Regions from separate parts of the Gasterosteus aculeatus genome. Here region 1 is linked to region 2. The links are chromatin contacts, called in public Hi-C maps. All regions are on one chromosome and are shown on one strand. Each heading gives the region's core, a stretch centred on a gene start, on an enhancer-like site or on the middle of the called end of the contact. The rest is flanking DNA. Distances are from core to core; before and after follow the strand shown. Region 1 has its middle 18 kb from the start of acvr2ab. Region 2 overlaps acvr2ab (activin A receptor type 2Ab).

Region 1 (5,898 bases), core at 763-3,262, 40 kb after region 2:
GCACCGCTTCTGAATTAAGACGGGTGATTTTAAATGTTTGTTTGCAGCTTCCTCGTCTTTTAATGAGAAAAGAGCATCGAGTTAACGTGTGAAATATGAAAGGAGTCATTACAAAGCAGAATGTTGCTCTGACCGTGAGCCTGAATCCAAAATGCCTCTCCAGATGTTCACACACTATCATTAGGCCCCGGGGTTAAACTTCCACCAATCAAAACGCTCCACGCCTCACTGGAGGATTGATAATAATTAGACCTGCTCGATGGGAAGTTAATACCGTCAATTATGCAAGAGACAACAGAATGATGAAGACGATGTCCTTCCCCTGCTGGTGATCCGCTTGGAGCCGAGGACGACAGAGACTCTTGGATGGCCTCAATCTGTCTTCAAGCAGCAAAAGATCGGAATATTAAATACTTCAAAAAACTTCATCTCTGGGGGGGGGACGCCTGAACAGTACGTACTATTTTAAGGCATCTGCTTCTTTTATGCACTAGTTCACATTTACAATAAGAGCTGTTGAGAAAAGTGGAAACTTTTTTTCTGTCTGTCCGTCTAATATTTAACTTTTTGAGTATTGTGTGAGTTCCTATTGAAAGTCGATGCATTCAATGCACGTAATGTCTGGCATGCATATATATATATATATATATATATATATATATATATATATATATATATATATATATATGTATATATATGTTTCTTGGTGTAAGCGCTGTAACAAACAGATGGAGAGGAACAACCTTGTATATTTAACACGCGTTGACAAAGAGCTTCTCTGCTGCCGCCTCACAGGAGAAGGAAACAACAGACGAGTGTGATGCTTTCAGCGAGGCCGCCATTGAAAGCACATCAGAACGAGACTTCATCAGCGGCCTGAGCTGGTGGAGGACCTCCACACCCGTTTACGGTGTCGGCGGGTGAACAGAGGAACAAAACGAGCGATCAGAGAGAGACGTTAATTCTTTCTCTGCGTGGCTTCCTTCTGGTTCACGTCTCAGAACTCGCAGACATCGGCGTGTTATAAAAAAAAGGCCCCGCCGAACCCACCGACCGCAGAGACACAATCAAAGAAAGCGCCATAAACGCGGCGCCGTTGTTCTGGTGTGGATTTGATATACGGCGATCCAGTCCGGTCACCATGACAACTCATTGGTGTTCCGTTACCTGATGAAATACTGGAGGAAAGTGTTAGAAACACACGTCTTTCACCCAGGAGACTTCTCTTTGTTATTTCCCCACAAACTAAGGTCTCTTTTCACACCGTTCACCACGTGTCAGTGTGCGCTTCTGCCAGCCGAGACGAAATGTACTGTGGGTTGCTGAGATCACACCTAATAATAACTCGCATCTATAATGTCAAACAGGAAACGGCTTTTCGCAAGGAATGCATTAGCACACAGCCATATGTGGTCTTCAGATATTACAGAAAATATCATGCCACATTTCCAATGAATGACCTCCCAAATGTGTCAAAAAAGACACAATATTCCCGAAGAAGCGCTGAACCTCTTTCGTGTCTGTCCTTCCGTCACGTTTGCCGCCTTCTACCTTGCAAATGAGAAGCAGCAACTCAGAGTCGTCAAAGCTTCAGACCAAAGCCTCTCCGCCCGACTAAAATAGACCAAAATGCTGTTTTCCATATGCTTTTGGACAGAAAATGAAAGAACCCAAATTGATTTCCAGCCACGGCGGAAACCAATGCGAGAAACACACCAAGACACACACACACACGCGCGCCGAGTGTGCGTGGCAGGTGAGCGAAGCCTCAGAGTGAAAAAGGCCTCTGTGGTCGACTCGGTGCTCTGCAGAATATGGCGCTAAGCGCGGAGCGTTCACAGCGGGCCGCCGGGTCGGGCTGATTACACGCTGCAGACCGCAGGACAACAACGCCAGCAGACGCACACACAGAACTCTGTGGTCCTCCATCATCAGAAAGGGTCAAAGGTCTTTGCAGCGGTGCGGCGATACACACGCGCGCACACACTCTGTTGGCTGTCATGTGTGTGTTGATTTAAGCGGTGTGATTTTTAATACTCAGGAGGTAACAGTGTGTGTGTGTGTGTGTGTGTGATCTTGTACTTCTATCTTTGTCAGGTCCCATTTTGAGCTTCAGGCCTTTAGAGTGAGAGCGTGCGAGGGAGGACGGTTCAAAAGGGTTACAACTTGTTTTTAAGGGTTAGCGACTAGGAAACAAAAGAATGAAAATGTCTGTAAATTAGTTTTCTTTTGACTGCAAATTGCAGTAAAAGTGCAAGAGGACGAGTGTGTTATTAGATGAAGCGACACACCAACATACAAATGGGACTATTTCTGACTCCTGGGTTCTGTTACCTCACATTTTGTGTCATTGTTGTTTATTTCACTCTGCGTCCGTGTATCCAGGCAGACTCGGACCCCCCCCCCCCACCGGCTGGAGAGAGTCCACTTTTGGCATCTGCACTTATATCTCCCTGTTTCCAACAGGCCTCAACCTCGAGCTCCAGCCAGAAGCCAGACAGGCGCCTCACACCAACACGCGCACACACACACACACACACACACACACACACTGCACGCCGCTGGTCTGAGGCCAGCTTGCAGCACTCCCTGTTGGTGCCAGCCCTGTCATCACTGCTCCAAACACGCTGCCCGACGGGGGGGGGGGCACACGGTATCTGATCTAGCTTTCCTTCATGCTATTAAACCACAGTGATTGTCTTATGCAGGGACCTGGCACGGCTTTGGGCATGTAGGTCATTGGCTAGTTCGATTAGGCTCCTCCCATCACAGATGCTTCATCGACTTGTGTCCATGTTGATGGCGTTGTCCCGCCGTCACTTTTAAAGACAAAAGGTTCCACCTGCTGTTTAAGGAACTACAGACTCTTCCTGGAGAACAAGAGGAACGTCCAAGAACATCTTCGGATTACCTTTAACCTTTGATCCAGATGCAGAGAGGGATCATCTCACCGTGTGACGCCTTAAAGTGCAGCCTGACAGAGTTCACTCGGTGTGCCGTCTCACACTCGCGTGCCAGTGAAACCACTAATCCTCATGGATTCATAACCAGCTTCTTCCTGCCTCCGTCTGCACGGAGCCTCCATTTCCGTTGTTCCTTCTCCCCCACAATCGTTGACGTTTGACCTCGACGAGATTTGTTTGTTCCTGAATGTCGGAGTGCAGACAGACAGTTTAACCGCAGAACATTAGATTGAGTCTAATCGCAGGCTCCTCTGTTGTGAACACAATGTACTTTCTTAAAGGGTGAATGGTGCTAATCATATCAGTGTGTGTGTGTGTGTGTGTGTGTGTGTGTGTGTGTGTGTGTGTGTGTGTGCAGTAGATTATCCATCCATCCATCCATCCTCTATCCATCCATCCATCCTTCCATCGTGCTCACATGTTTCCATCAGTTCATCATTCAAGGAATGACGGGTGGGTTCATGTTGGGTGAAAGGGCGGAACACACAAACACACACACACACACACACACACACACACACCCACACAGACACACAATCTGCCGGAGGTTGAAGCAGAGCGAGGCTGACAGCTTTACAGCCTTACTTCTGTGCACAGGACGAGCGACCTCGAGAGTGTTGCGTCATTTTAAAGGTTTTATGTCCCACGTATTGATTTATTTTTAATCATTAATTTGTTTTGTTTTTTGTCATACGGATATTTTGTGTGCAACAAGCGCAGCAAAAAGAACTGGAAAAAAGGAGGCGAATACAGGTGATTAATTCTGTTGATTTATTTGAATGCTGCTCAGTCAAAGCAATACAAAAGTAATATTATCACCCAAGATGTTTGATTGGGGACAGATTCAAAATAAATAAATGAAAACCTCACGCGACGACCTGCCAGCGGAGGGTTTGTCCGTTTGACCTTGTGACCCCTGAGGTGAAATCCAGCTCTGATCCGGTTCCCACGCGATGATCTCCGCTACGGACGCTCCTCTCAAAGATCATGTCAGAGGGCAGCGGATTGGCCCGCGGTGACGTAATGCACCTGATGAACGCCTCCTCTTCCTCCTCCTCTTCCTCCTCGTCCAGGCAGCCGGCCAGGCAGCATGAGCTCATATGTCCTTGAGAGGGGGGTGGGTGGGTATCTTTCATTCTCAAGTAGCCCCTTGACAAATGAAATGGGACTGGGAGACTTTTTTTCATAACACTTCAGAGAATAAGAGCACTGCTCTGTGAAGCTGCATTTACATTTCTATGGTCGGTCCTTTCAAGCAAACAGAAAAGAAGCTGCAATTCCTGCAGCCGACCATTAAATCAATAAATACTGAAGACAACAAATCATGGAAGCAAAATACAACAAAATGTCTCTCATTGTTCATCATGGGAGTAATCTTGTTCAAACTGAAATGAAATGTTTCTGCTTAAAAGAAGCTCATTTGAGTTAGTGATCCTTTAATCAGGCCAAATGGTTCCCTGTTAACACAATGGACATATTTTAGCAGTGTAACATTTGGACTATTCTGCTCTTTTCAAATATTCTTCTCCCAACTAACCTTTACAATTAATTAGTAAGGTGTTCTGCTCCCTTATATAGTTGGATCAGGTCCCCAAAGGACACTTCTCAGATATTAATCTGACTACAATGTATTGGTAATACATTCTCTATGCTAATATAATCAGTCATCATCTGGATTCCAGATCGATATTTTGTTAAACAAGGACCCCTGGCGGCCGTTTTTTCAAACTACATCAAACGAAAAATAAATACATATTTAAGCTCAAACATAAAATACTATAACGTTGAATCCAGCAAAAGACCAACACTAAACTGTGTAAACTAATAAAATAACTACTGGAGGTCAGTTTGTCTTAATTAATTTCGTAATGAATACAGTACATATTAAAACAATGCACCGCTATTTAGAGAAGGAGAAAACCTCTGTGATGAAATACCGCCACCTTGTGTCCAAGTTACATATGACATAATTTCAATTGTTAATGATTGTGATGAATAAATAATATCGAATAAGAAAATTTCAAGTAAAGAAAATCTCAAGAACAAGGGTGAAGAAAAAGTCGAGTTGGAAAGAACATATACAAATAAAAATATTAGCACCAAATTGTGAAATAAATTATATGAAAACATAAGAAGGACAATTATTTTGTAATTTGATTTAAATACAGTTGCGTAGTTTAATCCTATTCATGTATTCATCACAATACTATCTGTTGATTTTCAATAATATAATTTGTAATTGCATCTAATTTAATCAGACTTTCATAATTGATGAGTTCATTTATATTATATTATTTGTATACTATATTTCTGAATTTGTAACATAAGATATGCAATTATGATGCAATGAAGAAAATACTGCAGTATTTCCTGCTAAAATTAAGTAGTGCAGAAGTACAAAGTAGCTTAATTATGAAAGTACCTAAACATTATATTTGCATTACTGAAGCACATAGTCTACTTATTTTCCTCCTCTGCATCTATCAGATTTCATTTTATTAAGCGGTGCAGTGAACTCAACGTTTGGCACGTGACCACAGCACGTGACCCGAGTCACAGCCGCGCCCACTTGCCAATTAGCAGCTGCGTGACACGAGGGTGACCCGCAGCTTGCCCCCTTTTAATTCACCTGAATTAATTACCGACGTTACCGTTAATAAAGTGTATCGAGGAAGAAGAGCTTCTCCCTGGAGGTTTGTGAGTTTAATGATGTTCCTTTGATGTAACTTTATAAACGTTATTTGCGTTAATTCATAGCGGATCCACCCGAGAACTAATAATAAGACATGCTGTAGTTTTATTAACAGCTCGGTGTGTTTAGCAGTATCTTAACTCGAGTTATTACGGTAATTGTAACTTGGTTATGTACTTTTAGAGGGTTTATGAGCTCTCTGTGATGCATCATGTTGTTCCTGCATGAAGAACCGATGGATAA
Region 2 (6,071 bases), core at 2,785-5,284:
GCGGTCAACGCCTCTGTGTTCATTATTTTAGTGAAAAGCCCGAACAGGTCCAGAGCTACGAAGGTGCGAGCGGCCGCTCCAGTAGAAATACTGACGTAGGACTTAATAAAAGAGGGTGTGGGGATCGACAAGGCTCGACCGGCACATTAGTGTTGAGATGAAGCTCTATCTGGTCCTAAAGCCTGTGGAGACACACGGCACGGCAACTGTTAGATGAGGGGGGGGGGGGGGGCACGTATCAACAAGAGAGGAGGTACTCCTGTCTGAGACGGGTGAGGATGAGTAGCAAAGTTTCCTGAGGTGTATCAAAAGAGAGCAGAAACTCTTGATAGTAAGAAAAAGAAAAGAGATGCGTGAGCAATCAAATCCAGAAGCGAGCCGGCTGAACGCAGGAATACTGATCCAGATGAGCGTGGCTCCAAACCCGTCCCCTCCTGGAAGCAGACACGTGGGAGGAGGAACAAGACACCGAGGATCAAAAGAACCAAAAGGTAACATTGGCTCACCCGGAGATATAAATACACATCCTGTAAATCCACATCTCAGACACAAGCAGGCTGGTCAGCGATAGATATTATTACTCTGTTGGCATTTGACACTGCAAACCCAAAAAAACTGGGGAAGAAAAAAATCTATTTAAACGACCACTTTATCGTGGGGATATTCTTTTTTTGTTCATCAAAATCTCAAAGAGAAAAGAAATAACCAACAAGGGAAGGTCAATATTCAGCCACACATCAAAGTGGAGACAACTAAAGATTGAGAAGGGGGAGGAAAAGGGGAGAAACACTGGGGTTGTTTGGCGCGTACGGCCGTGTTGACAGAGGCTGTTTGGATGTCACAATGAGTGAGCGATGACTGAAAAGGGACTAATTCAATCTGTCCATCTGAACTGAGGTATACCTGGTTGAAGGAGGTTTATGGTTTTTAATCGCCGTAATGCTTGAAGATGGACCCCCCCCCCCCCCCCGCCCCTCCCCCTTCAAAAGAAGCTCGATTACCAAGTTGCCTGGGTCCATAATACACTATGTACAGCAGCATTACACTATAAACATTCAGAAGCCGTTGCTTATTGGCAGAACGATAGTCGTTTCCTCAGAAAAACGCACACAAGAAAACAGCAAAAGTATTGAGAGCCTGGTGCTCGTCTTTTTCTTCTTTTTCTTTTTTGTTTTACACTAAAATGCACTGAGAGTTCTGTGAAATTCTTCTGCCGGATCTTCTCTCTCTGTAGAAAACCGGGCAGAACAGGTCGCCCCCCTGTGTGTGTGTGTGTGTGTGTGTGAAAACAATACATGATAAAAGTGTTTGTTGCGTGTCGGCGTCCCAGCAGCTGAGCACCACTTTGTTTCATCCTCAACGGTTTCCACAGGTAAAATGTTACGTATTAATATGGTATCGGGTGACGTGGTGAGGCGGGCGCAGGGTGTTTCCTGAACGCGAGTAGCGGCCCGCACTTCAAAAAAGGAACAAAAACAGAAAAATGGAAAGAAGGAACAAAAAAAGAAAAATAACACCTCGCCAACCGGCCCGGGTCGGCTGCTCATCGCCTCGCGCTGATCCGCGCTCCGGCTGGCGCTCATAAGCTGGACTCCTTGGGCTGGAGGTCCACGTTGGTCACCGTGGTGACGACGGTGACGATCTCCTCGGGCCCGATGACGGGGGCCTGGCGCTTCATTTGGCCGATGCGCTCCTCCACGCAGCCGGCGGACAGGCGAGCCTCGGCCTCGTGGTCCCAGCAGTCCTCGATGGTCTCACACAGCATGGCCAGACCCTGAGAGAGAGAGAGAGAGAGAGCGCAGCGGGGTCATCCAGGGTCACGTGATCAGCGTCTCCACGGGGCTCTGCTGGATCCGAGACGTCTCTGCTCACCGCGTGTTTCTGCCAGCAGTCCCTCAGAACGGGCCTCAGCTTCTTATGGACGACCACATCCTGCATGTCCTCCAGAGACGGATGCTGACCCACCTCCTCCTCAAAGGGGAGCATGTACTCATCCACCGGGCCTGGTAACAAACACATTATTACACTATTAAAGTGAACCCAAAGACAGCGGGCGGCACGGCGGCCACATTGAATGCGGTGGTCTCACCGTCGGCGGCGGTGCACCGCGCGGCGAGCTCCCAGAGGACCAGGCCGAAGGCGTACATGTCGATGCGCAGGAAGGAGTCACGTTGGAAGTTGATGGCGCCCTCCAGGACTTCGGGAGCCATGTAGCGCCGCGTCCCCACCTGAGGGGATGAGTGGGGCGGGTTACGATGGAACAGCTTGAGAGGTCAAGGGTGAACATCAAGCACAAGCTGCCAGGAATCAGGAAGTCATGGAACAGCTCGACGATGTACTTAGTTGGCGGGGGACAGTACCAGAAGTTCCATTAGTGCGAGTTAGGAGATTCCTGTCCCACACTGCCACCTACTGGCACCTCACAAATCAACACATTCACGTTGAAAACACCGCCATTAGCTGGCGGCCAAAAGGCAAGACACGTGGTGAAGACGTGGACGAGTTGTTCCCATTTCAAACCGTACCTGTCCATGTGTGTCTCCTGCAGATTTCCCCGCCTCAAACTGCAGGGCAAGGCCAAAGTCGGCGATGCAGGCCGTCAGGTTGGTCTTCAGCAGCACGTTCTTGCTCTTGATGTCCCTGAGAGGCAACGAGGGAAACACATTGAGTGCGACGGACCACAGTGTGTCGGAGTGATGGAAGCCGTGTCGATATCTAGTCAGCGGAACCTGTGAGCGATGGAGGGCTTGTGTCCGTCCTTGTGTCCCGGGATGTCCTCGTGGAGGTAGGCCAGGCCGCGGGCCGCCGTCTGGGTGATGTGGCACAGCTCATTCCACGACACCACGTTGGCCTTCAGGTAGTCGGTCATCGAGCCCTGGAGACGATGTTACGCGTTTAATAATTTACCTAAATCACTGGGTTAATGGTTCTTTATGAATAAATGCAGTTCCCGTATACTGAGATGTTTACGCTTTAATCTTCAACGGCACCGCTTACGTTCCTTTTCCTCGACAATTCCACGTTCTTATATAATGTATGTCAGTAGGATACAAGGTCACTTCCTGCGGGGCCAAAGACAGCCGTAGTTGCAGTAGTGACCACCAGGGGGCAGCCGACTTCAACAGATGTAGATGCATTTAGTCCGCGTGATTATTAAAAAGGCAACATCCCTGGCAGCCATTACTACAAATATTTTAATTATAGGGAGTTTTGGAGGGGCCTGCATCCTTCGAGCAAGCCCCTGCATGCTACGGATAGTGCAAACCTCAACACGTGAAGCTGCGTACGTGCACCGAGCATCGAGGCATAAATCAGCTGTCAAGGCCTCTCCAATCACTGCTCCAGCTGTTACACCAGCGAAGGCTCAGCCCGAGCTGCCGTGGCCAACGTTCCCGAAAACTGGCAGGAAGGAAAAGCTTTTTGTAGGTTAGAGTTTAAGTTATGTATCCCCTACAGACTTGTCCTTTCAGAATAATTACAGTGCACGCTTGGCAAGGCTCAAATCTGTGCTTGTCGGATGACCTTTGCTAAAACTAGTCCATTCAATGGTATTCCTACTTGAGGAGCTTCTACGAGCCAGAGGAGCACTTGCTGACGTACTGCGGGGTTGAGTGGCTGACCAAGAGGTGCATTGTTGGGTAAAAGCCCCACACCCACAACCCCTCCAACCTTAATTCACACAGGGAAGGTCTTCAAGCACGGCGATTTAAATTCTCGGCCAGGCGGGGAAAAACCCAAGCAAGCGAGAATCACTCTCCACTCCGTCGGTAATGACCCTCAAAGCACAGAGGCACTTAGAGCCCCCCAACGCCGCCGAGGGCGAGTGAAGCACCACGCGGCCAACAAAGCCCAAATCCACATTCTCTGGACAAACAGGGCTGGTGAAAAGGAAAGGGGAACAGCATGAAGTGTATTGTGATTGTTGGATTAGCAAGACAATGCCTGTTTTCTTGCCTTTACAACTTCCCAGCAGCCCGTCCTGGGGGCTGCAAGAGCTGTGTAGAGGGAGCACGGGACAATGTCTTCACAGGGACACACACTAACCGGGTTATTTGGTAACCGGAGATGGGTCGTCTAAAGCCCGCCGCTAATCACATTCCTCCTGTGTTGTAGACCAAAAAGGAAGCGCCATGTTGATTCTTTTCTTACTATGTTAATGCGTCTGAATTTGACAAATTGCCTCTCGCTCGGTTGTGGGAACTCGAGCGCTTATTTGGACTCATTTTTTTCAGTCCTAGTTTCAGTTACACACTAGATTGAATTATTTTGGATGCAGCGATGCAGCACCAACAGCTTTCATCTGTTCACCCTCCGCACTGTTGCTGCAGCAAAGCTTTCCCCCCTCCGATGTCTTCATCAGGGTTTAGATGAAGCTAGCTTAGCCAGGCTAGCGTCGTCAGGTTTAGAGGCTGGACTAAAGGCAGATTTTGTACCAATCTTTCAGTGGATAAGCTCTTTTGACCTTGTCAGGGGAAAGAGAATGCAGGCTCTCTACATTTATGTTAAAATGGGCAATTCAGTCATCAAAAATAATTGTGTTACATTAGAAAAGACCATATGCGCCCACTTCTCCTCCCTCCCGGACAGCGTACCCTTTCGTGGTAGGCGGTGATGAGCCACAGCTCCAGGTCCAGGTTGTTGTTCCTCTTCTCCGCGCCCATAAAGTGGAGGATGTTGTCGTGCTTCATGCCGCTCACGCTGAAGATCTCGTATTCGTTCTGCCATGACAGCTTGTCCTGGGCCGAGGAGAGACACGGATGCAGATTTTATTTCTCTCACCAAGTCGAGTTATTTGGGCATCCGAGTCTCGCCCTGAAGCCTCGTCAGAGGGTTCGGCCTCTTCAGAGTTTGTTGAAATTAAAAGTAACTCCTCTCCCTCACATTTCCACCGTCTCCTTTCAGCGACAAGTCCCCCGACATTCTCCTTCAGCGACATTAAACGTGGACATATTTCATTAACGTTACCCTCTAACAAATCAAGGTCACGCTGGTGAAGATTAATGTTAGAAGTGATTCGATACGACGGAGGAAACGTCTTGGGCGTCTCCTCGCCTACAGCTTCCTCGGTTCAATACCTGAATGGGGAAGATCTTTACAGCCACGACGTCGTTCAGCAGCTGGGCCTTCCACACGCAGCCGAAGCGGCCCCTGGCCTTCATCTCAATCAGCTGCAGCGGTTTGTGTCCCAAAATGGGGGACGGGGGTGAGGGCCCGGGGTCCTGTGGGGGGGCGCGAGAGAGAGAGAGAGAGAGAGCGTTATTCTTCCCCTCGCGACATTGAAACAGCATCGGCTTCTGCTGAAGGTGACCGGGCCGTTGGCACGGCAACAGCGTGCCTGAGGAGCTTGGGCAGCAGAGGCAGCGTCATCTCCACATCCTCAAACACAACTTGCATTTATAGACTGAGGTGGCCAGGTGCACTTACGATCCTTTGCCAACATGCTGTTTTTAGCCGCTCTCTTTATGCTTTATGCAGTGGAGCCTCAGTACTTCTGTGTTTTATGGATCAGCGGTTTGCTTTATTTGATAGTTGAAGCACTTGGGAGAGCGCTGCGTGTTTGAAATCAGCTTTATTAATATTACTGTGACGTTTTTTGGCAGCGAGGACACAGCATATTAAATAGGGGTTTGATTCATTCATTTCAGAACGCAATTAAACCCCTGGATGCTGCATTTGCTCGAGTTAACAGACATCGCAACTGGAAAAGTGCCAGTTTGGACCAAATCGGTCAAGGAGAACAAAGTTGAAATCTGAAACCTCCACTGCCACTGAGCAAGGCACATAAAGCTCAGGCTTTAACCCCAATGAATATGAACGGGGCTGACCGAAAGGAACCATATATTCTGGCAGGTCAAACCTCATGCGTGTGTCATGCTAATCCCATATAAACAAAAGTGGGAGCGAGGAGGCCAAGTGTTCCAAATGTAGAGTAGGTTAAACACAGCTGGTGATCGGTATTAAGCTGATCACTTTCACATGTGACTTCACAGGGAAGGACGAACGGGGGGGGGGGGCAAAAAGAAGCATGCACTGAGGGAGTCACATTTCCAAAGGATAAAAGGTAGCGGAGA

What was found. Hi-C and Micro-C count contacts between places; a contact is called where the count stands out from the background.
Region 1: a contact with region 2 is called in a Hi-C map of skeletal muscle, with 10 times the contacts expected there. The contact joins two enhancer-like sites. A contact is called at or near these places in 6 of 6 Hi-C or Micro-C datasets (blood and trunk muscle, liver, skeletal muscle and 2 more).

What each region holds. Positions count from the first base shown.
Region 1 is chr1:30,215,044-30,220,941 of fGasAcu3.hap1.1, forward strand. No RefSeq gene overlaps it. Among protein-coding and RNA genes, the nearest start is that of acvr2ab, 18 kb to the left of the region's middle. Within about 2 kb of position 2,013, at least 1 of the 9 cell types and tissues checked has open chromatin away from gene starts, as enhancers often do.
Region 2 is chr1:30,173,102-30,179,172 of fGasAcu3.hap1.1, forward strand. acvr2ab (activin A receptor type 2Ab) reads right to left here. Exons shown (of 11, transcript XM_040170371.2): 5 at 5,076-5,219; 6 at 4,593-4,736; 7 at 2,730-2,875; 8 at 2,526-2,640; 9 at 2,090-2,228; 10 at 1,873-2,003; 11 at 1-1,774. The coding sequence ends at 1,580. Among protein-coding and RNA genes, the nearest start is that of orc4, 9.5 kb to the left of the region's middle. Within about 2 kb of position 4,035, at least 4 of the 9 cell types and tissues checked have open chromatin away from gene starts, as enhancers often do.